Regions from separate parts of the Rattus norvegicus genome. Here region 1 is linked to region 2. A link is a contact called in public HiChIP or PLAC-seq data. All regions are on one chromosome and are shown on one strand. Each heading gives the region's core, a stretch centred on a gene start, on an enhancer-like site or on the middle of the called end of the contact. The rest is flanking DNA. Distances are from core to core; before and after follow the strand shown.

The links. HiChIP or PLAC-seq counts read pairs in DNA pulled down with a chosen protein or histone mark.
Region 1: a contact with region 2 is called in an H3K27ac HiChIP or PLAC-seq map of oligodendrocytes, with 7 times the contacts expected there. The contact joins two enhancer-like sites. A contact is called at or near these places in 3 of 12 Hi-C or Micro-C datasets (Schwann cells, hepatocytes and psoas muscle) and 1 of 1 datasets of contacts at active chromatin or transcription factors (oligodendrocytes).

What each region holds. Positions count from the first base shown.
Region 1 is chr8:27,638,567-27,643,642 of GRCr8, forward strand. No RefSeq gene overlaps it. Among named protein-coding and RNA genes, the nearest start is that of Rdh8, 12 kb to the left of the region's middle. Within about 2 kb of position 3,710, at least 36 of the 93 cell types and tissues checked have an H3K27ac peak or open chromatin away from gene starts, as enhancers often do. A contact at or near this core is called in Schwann cells, where this site is marked.
Region 2 is chr8:27,571,516-27,575,999 of GRCr8, forward strand. No RefSeq gene overlaps it. Among named protein-coding and RNA genes, the nearest start is that of Olfm2, 34 kb to the left of the region's middle. Within about 2 kb of position 2,131, at least 24 of the 93 cell types and tissues checked have an H3K27ac peak or open chromatin away from gene starts, as enhancers often do. A contact at or near this core is called in Schwann cells, where this site is marked.

The DNA of each region.
Region 1 (5,076 bases), core at 2,460-4,959, 69 kb after region 2:
TCCAGCCTAGTGGTATGAACTGTTTGCATCAATATAGAAGTTTCCCAACACCCATAGCCATGTTCCAGGGAAGCAAACAAGACAACACGTACACAGCCCTGCAGGATGGGGATGGGTTTGAGGATGTTCACACAGCAATTCCAAAGGCACAGAGTGTGGCCAAGTTATCTCATGAACTCTGGCACACGTGCGAAATGATGTATTCATTCTAGAGTTTATATAACAGCAAAAAAACACCCTAGAGACGGCCCAAGGATCTGTCAGTAGCAGACCAGCCCCAGAAATGATGATTCCTGTACAACACAGAATGCATTGTGGGTTTGAAAGAGAATGAGGAAGCCTGATTGGGCCTCTGCAGAAAACCTCTCCAAGGTGCAGTACTCAAGAAAAGAACCCAGTCAACAGAGCGGCAAGATGGCTGCTCTCATGAAAAGGATTAAAAGAATCATATACTTGCTTTTTCCCCCACTGAAACCTTGTCTTTTTATATACATACATTCATATATGTGTGTGTGTGTGTGCGTGCATGTGTGTGTGTGTGTGTGTGTGATGGAATATGCACAGTGTAAAATTTACCATTTTAGTCTTCTTTTCTGAGTTCAGGGTCTCACAGAGCTGCAGCTGTTCTCCAGTTGCTGACCCCCCAACATCTACCTATAAGTGTTAGAAGGATTATAGTCCTGAGCCACCACATCCAGTGTTAGCCAATTTTATAGTTATTATTTTACATGTGTTGGTGTTCTGCCTGATAACTGTGTGTGTACGAGTGTGTGTGTGCATGAGTGTGTGTGAGTGTGAGTGTGTGTGTGAGTGTATGTGCATGAGTGAGTGTGTGTGTGTGTGTGTGTGTGTGTCAGATCCCCTGGAACTGAAGTGACAGACAGTTGTGAGCTGCCATGTGGTTGCTGGGAATTGAACCCAGGTCCTCTGGAAGAGCAGCCAGTGCTCTTTGTCATTACTGAGCCATCTTCTCATCCCCCCAGCTTTAGTCATTTTTAAAAATTAAAAACAAGGGGCTGGAGAGATGGCACGGCAGTTAAGAACAGGGCTGCCCATCAGTTAGGAGCACTCAACTGCTCGTGCAGAGGAGACATCCACGTTAGGACTCAGAGCCAACTGTAATTCTGTCTTCGCCGACTGCCACCCTCTTCTAACCACCAAGGAACCGCACCACATGTGCACACACAAAGAAAACAAATCTTTTATTTAAAAAAAAAAGAAGATGGGGCTGGAGAGATGGCTCAGAGGTTAAGAGCACTGACTGCTCTTTAAGAGGTCCTGAGTTCGGGGTTGGGGATTTAGCTCAGTGGTAGAGCACTTGCCTAGCAAACGCAAGGCCCTGGGTTCGGTCCCCAGCTCCGAAAAAAAGAAAAGAAAAAAAAAAAGAGGTCCTGAGTTCAATTCCCAGCAACCACATGGTGGCTCACAACCATCTGTAATGAGATCTGATGCCCTCTTCTGGTGTGTCTGAAGACAGTGACAGTGTACTTATATATAATAAATAAATCTTACCATCCCTGTTTAAAAAATAAAGAAAGAATATCACAGAATAGAGTTATTTTTCATTTATTGTCCTTTAGATTTGTGTGTGTACATGAGTGTGAGTGTTCATGTAATTGTGTGTGTGAATGTGTGTGGCTGTATGTATATATGTGCATGTGAGTGTGTGTGTGCATGTGAGTGTGTGTGCATGTAATTATGTGTGTGAATGTGTGTGACTGTATGTATATATGTGCATGTGAGATTGTGTGTGTGAGAGAGAGAGTGTGTGTGAGTGTGTGTGTGCGTGTGTGTGCATGTGTGTGTCTGTGTGAGTGTGTGTGCGTGTGCATGTGTGTGTGCATGTAATTGTGTGTGTGCATGTGTGTGAGTGTATGTATATATGTTCATGTGAGATTGTGAGTGTGTGTGTGAGTGTGTGTGAGTGTGTGTGTGGCTTTGAACAGCTTCGGGCGTCTCTTCTCTCCTTCCACCGTGTTGAGGCAGGATCTGTCTTCTGTGATGCTGCATACTCCATGCTAGCTGCCCCATGAGCTTCTGGATGATTCTCTAGTCTCCACCTCCTACCTCACATAGAAGTGCTGAGATTACAGGTGGGTAACAGTGCCTCTGGCTTTTCACCTCGGCTCTGGGGATCGAACTTAGGTCTTCAGGCTTGCAAGGCAAGCACTTTTCCCCATTTGGCCCTACAGTTGGTTTTGTTTGTTTGTTTGTTTGTTTGTTTGTTGTTTTCAAGTCAGAATTTCTCTATGAAAATATGTTTCCCTGACTGTCCTGGAACTCACTCTGTAGACCAGGCTGACCTCAAACCCAGAGAGCCACCTGCCTCTGTTTCCCACATGTTAGGATCAAAGTGCGCACCACAGCACTGGATCTTTTTTTTTTTTTAAACTTGGTCTTAGGTTTGTTGGTGTGTTTGTTTGTTCATTTAATTTGTAAGACAGGGTTACACATGCAGCCCAGGTTGGCCTTGGTATTACTATATAATTGAGGATAACCTTAAACTCCTGCTTCCGTCTCCAGAGCGCCAGGTGTGCGTAACGATACCTGGTTTATTCAGAGCTGAGATTAGAACCCATCACTTCGTGCATGCTAGGCAAGCTCTCTGCCAACTGAGCCGTAGCCTCACCTGCTTTGAGACAGGGTCCCACTGTGTAACTTAAGCCGACCTTGCTCTCACTGTGACCACACTCAGCCTTTTCCTGGCCTTTCTGTAGGCAGTCACCTCTGTGAAACAGCGCCATCTTTCTTCCTCTCCAACCCACCGTCCCTTCACGTGTTGCACTTGCTAGCGTCTTAGTCTGCATGTGTGTAGTACTGACTCACAGACAGAAGACACTGCGTCTGACTCGATGACAATTCTGGGGATTCAAACTCAGGTCCTCACACTGTGCGACAAGCCCTTCCCACTAAGCATCTTCTCATTCCCCAGATGTCTCCCACCCCACCCCCACCTCCTACCTTTTTTATTTATTTATTTATTTATTTATTTATTTTTGGTTACAAGGCCTGTGCATGTTGCCCAGGTTAGCCTTGACATCCTCGGTTCAGGGGATTCTCCTGCCTCAGCCTTCCCAAATAGTTGGGCCCACAACTACTTGTGCCACCTTGCCTGTTAATGACTTTCTGATCTCAGCTAAATCTACTTCCTCCGAGAGGCGCTGTAAGCTGGTAGACCTTCCCTGTCCTCACTGCTTTGTCTCTCACAGCAGCCCTGGACTATCAGGTTGGAAACTCTGTTCAAATGCGGCGAGAATCTCTGTCATCCTGCCTGGCTATTAGACAAAGTCAGCTTCTGAATTCTCTCTCCCTCCCAGCAGCAGGCAGCACAGGAATGTCCTCGCTGCCCAGATTCCCAGAGAGGTGAGGAAGTCGGGCCAGCGCCTCAGGGAAATTAAAGGCCGAAGCCCTCTGGGAACTGGGTACATACCTGCTCATCCAGCTGTGGGAGCTGAGGCAGGAGAATCGTATGTTTGAAGCTAGCCTGGGCTTTACAGTGACTTTAAGGCCAGCCTAGGCTACAAGGTACAAACCGAACTGCAGAGATAGCTCAGAAAGCCCTTGCTGAAATCCTGCAGACCGGCGTTCAGATCCCAGAAGTCACACGACGCAGGAAGCAGTAGGAGAAGCGACTGCAATTCCTAGTCCTCGGAAGAGATGGAAGTCAGATTCAAGAACAAGAGACTCAGTCTGAAGCAAGCTGGAAGGCGTGGTCCCACACCATGGGTAACACTCTGACCTCCACAGACATGCCAAAGCCCTTGCTCATGTGCGGGCATGCACAGACACACAGAAAATTTTGAAAATCAAAAATGAAGCAGGTACAGCGTCCATAACTGTAAACCCAGCGCTCAGTAAGTAGAGGCAGAAGAATAAGAAGTTCAAGGTCTTCCGTGGCTAACATAAACAGAAGCCAACCTGAGGTATGCCCTTGGAACAACAGGGCTGGAGCTGGGAGTGACTACACTTGGTACCTTTCGTTGAGGCACTCTTGCCGGGGTCCACTTGGACAGAAACAGCGCCTTTCTGCCTTTCCAGGGAGACTCAGTTCCTCATCTGTAAACTCAGAGTTGCTAGGGAAGACTTTGCTGCTCTGTGCTAGACCGACTAGGTATTTAATCAATTATCGGCCCTTGCCAGTTACATGCACATTGGTAATGGACGTGCAGCCTGCCTAGCCTTTCCCGAGAAGCCCTGGGCCGAGTGCCCTGGAGGCGGTGGGAGCTCCAGGCCACTCATCTTTGCTCAGATGAGTCCTTGCAAGTCCACTCCTCCCGCCTGTGCCTCTGAGCTTCAAATCCCCAGGTCCCAGGGAGGGGAGGGCAAGCTGGATGGCCGCCGCCACAGCAGCTGCTCTGGGATGGAGGCCAACGCCGCCGCCTCCGCCAACAGCATTCCTTCGGGACCTGAGAGTGAGGAGCCCTGCCACTTACCAGCTCCTAGCGCCCCCTGGTCGCCAGAGTGAGAAGTGGGCCTTGACCATTCTACAAGTCTGTAGATCCCTGCCTGTCCTGCCCACCTTAAAGAGGCTGAGGCTGGAGAATTACTTGGAGTTTCAGGCCAGCCTGCTCTAAATTGTGACACCTTTTCTTGCAAATCAAAGCACCAGCGACTTGGTTGTAGGGGAGGTAGCTCAGTTGGTATTCAACCTGCCTAGAAGGTTGGAAGTCTTGGGTTTCATGCTCAGTACCATGTAAATGGAGCGTGTTATTCCACTTTTGATCATGTGAAGGCAGGGGAATCAGGAGTTCAAAATCATCCCAAGATACATAGTGAGTTTTGAGGCTTCAAAACAAAAACTAGGGTTGGTGAGATAGCCACGGGGGTGAGAGCATCCACTGGTCAGCCTGAGGACCTGGGTCTGATCTCTGGATCCACATGCTGGAAGGAAAGACATCTCCTGCAAGCTTCCTCTGACCCTCACATGAATGTGGTGAGTGCACGCGCATGCACACACACACACATACACATACACACATACACATACATACACACACATACACATACACACACTGCTCCAGTGTTGTGCTTGTCTGCTTTTTTGCCTGGTTCCCTGGCTGCCTGCTGCCTGCCTGT
Region 2 (4,484 bases), core at 881-3,380:
TTTTAGTCCCAGCACTTGGGTGGCAGAGACAGGAAGATCTCTGTGAGTTCAAGGCCAGCCCGGTCTATTTAGTAAGTTCCAGGACAGCCAGGGCTACACAGAGAAACCCTGTCTGGAAAAACCAAAGCAAAGCAAAAAACAGAAAACAAAAACAAAAACCAGGAGTTGGGGAGATGGCTCAGTCAGTAGACTGATCACTGCAGAAGTGTGAAGGCCTAAATTCAATCCTCAAGACTGGGTGTGGTGACAGTCACCTGTAATCCCAGCACCACGGAGGCAGGGACATAGGCTCCCTGGGACTCAGTCTCCAGCCAGCATGACTGGATCAGTGAGTTCCCAGTTCAGTGAGGGACCATGTCTAATAATTAAAAAAAAAAAAAAAAGGCTCAGTGCTTAAGAGCACTGACTGCTCTTCCAGAGGTCCTGAGTTCAAATCCCAGCAACCACATGGTGGCTCACAACCATCTATAATGGGATCTGATGCCCTCTTCTGGAATGTCTGAAGACAGCTACAGTGTACTTACATATAATAAGTAAAATAAATCTTTTTTTAAAGGTAGTAAAAGTAGGAGGAGGTCTTGTTGGAAACGAACGAGGGGTTCAGCAGAAGGCACAGGGGTACTCATGATCCGAATATATTTACATAAGTGACACAACCAAAGGGTAACTACGAAATCAACAAAGCAGTGAGGCAACTGTCTCCACACCTGTGCTCACACACCGCCCCGCCCCACATGTGTGCACAGGTTAACACGTATACAGAAAGTTCAAGAACAAACAAACAAACCATAAGAGGGTCTAAGAGATGGTTCAGTGGATAAAAAGGCTTGCTGTACATGCACAAGGAGACTGGGTTCGAAACCACAGGACCCCAGTAAAAAACTGGGCCTGTAACCCTAGCATTTGGGGGCTGAGACGAGCAGATCTGGAGAGCATACTGGCCAGACAACATGAGCTTCAGTCCAGTGATAGACTTTGTCTCAAGTTAAGAAGATGAGGAGCAAGAGGGGAGACCTTCTGATGTCTTACATGCAGCAGGCAGGTGCACACTCCCTCAAATGCACACACGCACACATATACCCTCTACACATATGCACAAAGCACACATCACATGCACACAGAAGCCAGGACAGGCGAAAGGGCTCCGCATGGAAAGGGGCTTGCCTGTAAACCTAACCTCCTGAATTTGATTCCTGGAACTCTCACGGTAGAAGGAGAAAACCGAATCCTGCAGGTTGTTCTCTGACCTGCACAGCCATGCTGTGGACAAGAATGAGCCACCACCCACAGAATAAATAAAATGTAACGACTGAAAAAATTCAGGGTCTGGCATGGTGTGTCGTGGTTTAAATCCCAGTACTAGGACGCAGAAGCAGGAGGATCTCTGTGAGTTCAAGGCCAGCCTGGTTTACACAGTTTCGGGATTATCTAAAAAAAAAAAAAAAAAGCCGGGGGGCTGGGGGGGTGTTAAATCTCCAAGAGTCATGGTTAACATGTGAACTCACTTGCACAGTTAATGCAGAGCACACCACAGAAGCACAGTTAGGGCGCAGTCACCCCCGAGTTCCCATCGCTGGCAGGGAAACCATACACACACCCATGGAACCACACTAACACCCTCTGACACACAAGCAGCCGCCCCAGAGGCGTGGGAATGAGCCTGGGAGAAGGGGCCATGGAGGCCAGGATGACTCAGGAAGCCTCAGTGGGAGCAGAGGAGGGGAGGAGAGAGGGCCGCAGGCCAGAGCATGTGCTTTCCATCACAGGCCTGGGAATTGAGGTCCGAGCTGGCGGGACAAAGAGACCCAGTAAGGCTCCCTGGCTCTGCCAAGACAGGAAACAGAGCCCTCGTCTGTGGTCACGGGGAGCTTGGAACTCCGCTTACAAGCTGAGCAGTTCCTACCACTGAGGAGTCAGACTTCCGCCCCCTCCCTAGCTGGGGATGGGGGTGGGGGTGGGGGGTCCGTGTTTATTTCCACTTCTGCAGTAATGGTTTCAGCAGAGACTAGAGTGAAGCTCAGAGAGGCTAAGCTGCTTGTCCGAGGTCACACAGCTAAGAAGGGCTGGTGCAGGGCTTCTAGCTCGGATGAATAAGCAAGCGTGGATGCTGTGTGAGCCACAAGGAGTGACAGAGAGCATCCCAGGCTCGACTGCGCTGGTTTGTAGGAACATGAAAAGGCCACTGTCAGCTGGGTGTGGTAATACATGCCTGTCATTCTAGCACAAGCAAAGGCAAGAGGAGCCTGAGGCCCGAATGGCACAGGGTCTCCTGTCTACAGCTCAGTGGCTAGAGCACTTCCTTAGCGTCCACAAAGCCCCGAGTTCCATCCCCAGCACCACAAAGACCACTGCAGTGAGGCTTGCCATCCAGATCCCTGGGAGATGAAGAGTTAGCTGACTTCCTTTTATTTTATTGGGGGGTGGGGTCAGGGAGGGGCAAGGCTTAGACCAAGTTTCACAGGTAACCCAAGCTAGCCTCAAATTACGTAGCCGGGGTGTCCTTAAACTTGTGGGTTACATGAGATTCTGTCAAAAATTCAAGAAAGGAAGGTAGAGGGGTTGGGGATTTAGCTCAGTGGTAGAGCGCTTACCTAGGAAGCGCAAGGCCCTGGGTTCGGTCCCCAGCTCCGGAAAAAAAGAACCAAAAAAAAAAAAAAAAAAAAAAAAAGAAAGGAAGATAGAGAGGGAGGAAAGGAGGGAAGAAGGGAGGGAGGGAAAGAGGGACAAAGCAAGACAGAAAGAATGGGAAAGAAGGGAGGAAGACAAGCTGGGGAGGCCGGGGCAACATCTGTTGACAAGCGCATCTTTAGGGCAGGCAGACCTGAGTTCAGAGTTCCAGGAGCCACAGGTATGATCCTGTGCACTGTAATGCAGTGGCCAGCACTGCTGGGCTGCAAGCAGGAAGCTGGGGCTTGCTCCAGTACAGCTCCAAGGTCGGTGAGATCCTGTCTGATGGGAAGAAGACAGGGTAGGGGATGCCGAGAGAGCAGGGACCTTGACATCCTTCTTCCTGTGTGAACAAGGGCGACACACACACACACACACACACACACACACACACACACAGAGAGAGAGAGAGAGAAAGGGGGGGTGGAGTCAAGAAGAGAAGGGAAGGGGTAAGAGGAGAGGAAGAAAGGATGGACGGACAGACAGACAGGCTGCAACAATGACAAGCAAGAGTTGGATGTGTTCTAGCTCCATGAAGAGCCTGCTTCAGCTCTGCCTGCCGGGGTGCACAATCCCGGCTGGGCATCCCCACAAATGGTTCCCTATGCAGTCCAGGCAGCCCCTTGTTGGCCTCTGCACCTCAGCTGGGAGCAAGGGCTATCAGTAGACGCTGAGGAAACAGAACAATTCATTAGAGCTGCTGAATATGCAAATCAGCTGGGGTCTTTCCCGACAGCCACCAGAGTGCTGGCAATGACGATGGGTAAAAGCTGAGCCGAGCTCAGGATGGAATTCCCTCCTCACACCTTTGTCAATTAACCTGAAATTTACAGGGTTGAGTCGCTCGTTCATTAACAAGCTCCTGGCTAATTAAAGCATCCTCATTAAGCTATATACTAATCATCCCTTCTATCCAAAGGCAAGCCTTGGGGTATGTGAGGTGGAAATGCAGAACCAAGGAAGATCCGCACTCAGACCCCGGGGCCACAGGAGTGGAGACCTGGCTCGCTAGGTAGAGAGCTTGCCTTGCATACACAAGACTGGGTTCTGTTTCCAGCCCTGAATTAAACTAGACATGGTGGCTTATGACTGTTACCAGACCCTGGGAAGCACAGGTGGGAAAATCAGGAGTTCAAAGACATACTTAGCTACATAGTGAGTTTGAGACTGTCTAGAAACGAGAGAAAGTATGTACTTGGGGCATGGCAACTTCCTATCTTTGACCCAGCTCCTTCCCTAATCTTCCGTGAACTATGATAATTAAAGAAGAGAACATGACTGGGGATGTGGCTCACTGGGTAGAGAGCTCGCCTAGCATGCACAGACTCAAGGAGCACTGAATAAAACCACGAAGAGATGGGGGTAGAACAACCAAAGCAAGGAAGATCAGAAAATCAGAGAAGCACATAGCTGTAATCCCAGCACGGGGGAGGTAGAGTCAGGAGGATCAGGAGTTCAAGGTTATCATCCTCAGCAAGTATAAGGCTAGCCTGGGCTACATGAGACTCTCAAATAGGATAGAGTGTTCATGAAGTGTTGAGCCCAGATGAGGTAGTTGTACTTCTTTTTTGTGTGCTGGCAGGTTTAAGTGTGTGTATGAAGCCCATGTATTCACACACACCTTAGTGTGAAGGCCTGAGGACAACCTCCATGGACAGTCCTCAATCATCCGTCTTGCTTTCTGTGTCAGGGTCTCTCATTGGTTGGCTTGGAGACTGCCAAGGAGGCTGGACTAGCTGGCCATCAAGTTCCAGAAATCCACCCGTCTCCACATCCTCCACTCTGAAGTTACAAGCACAAACCATCACAGCTTCTGG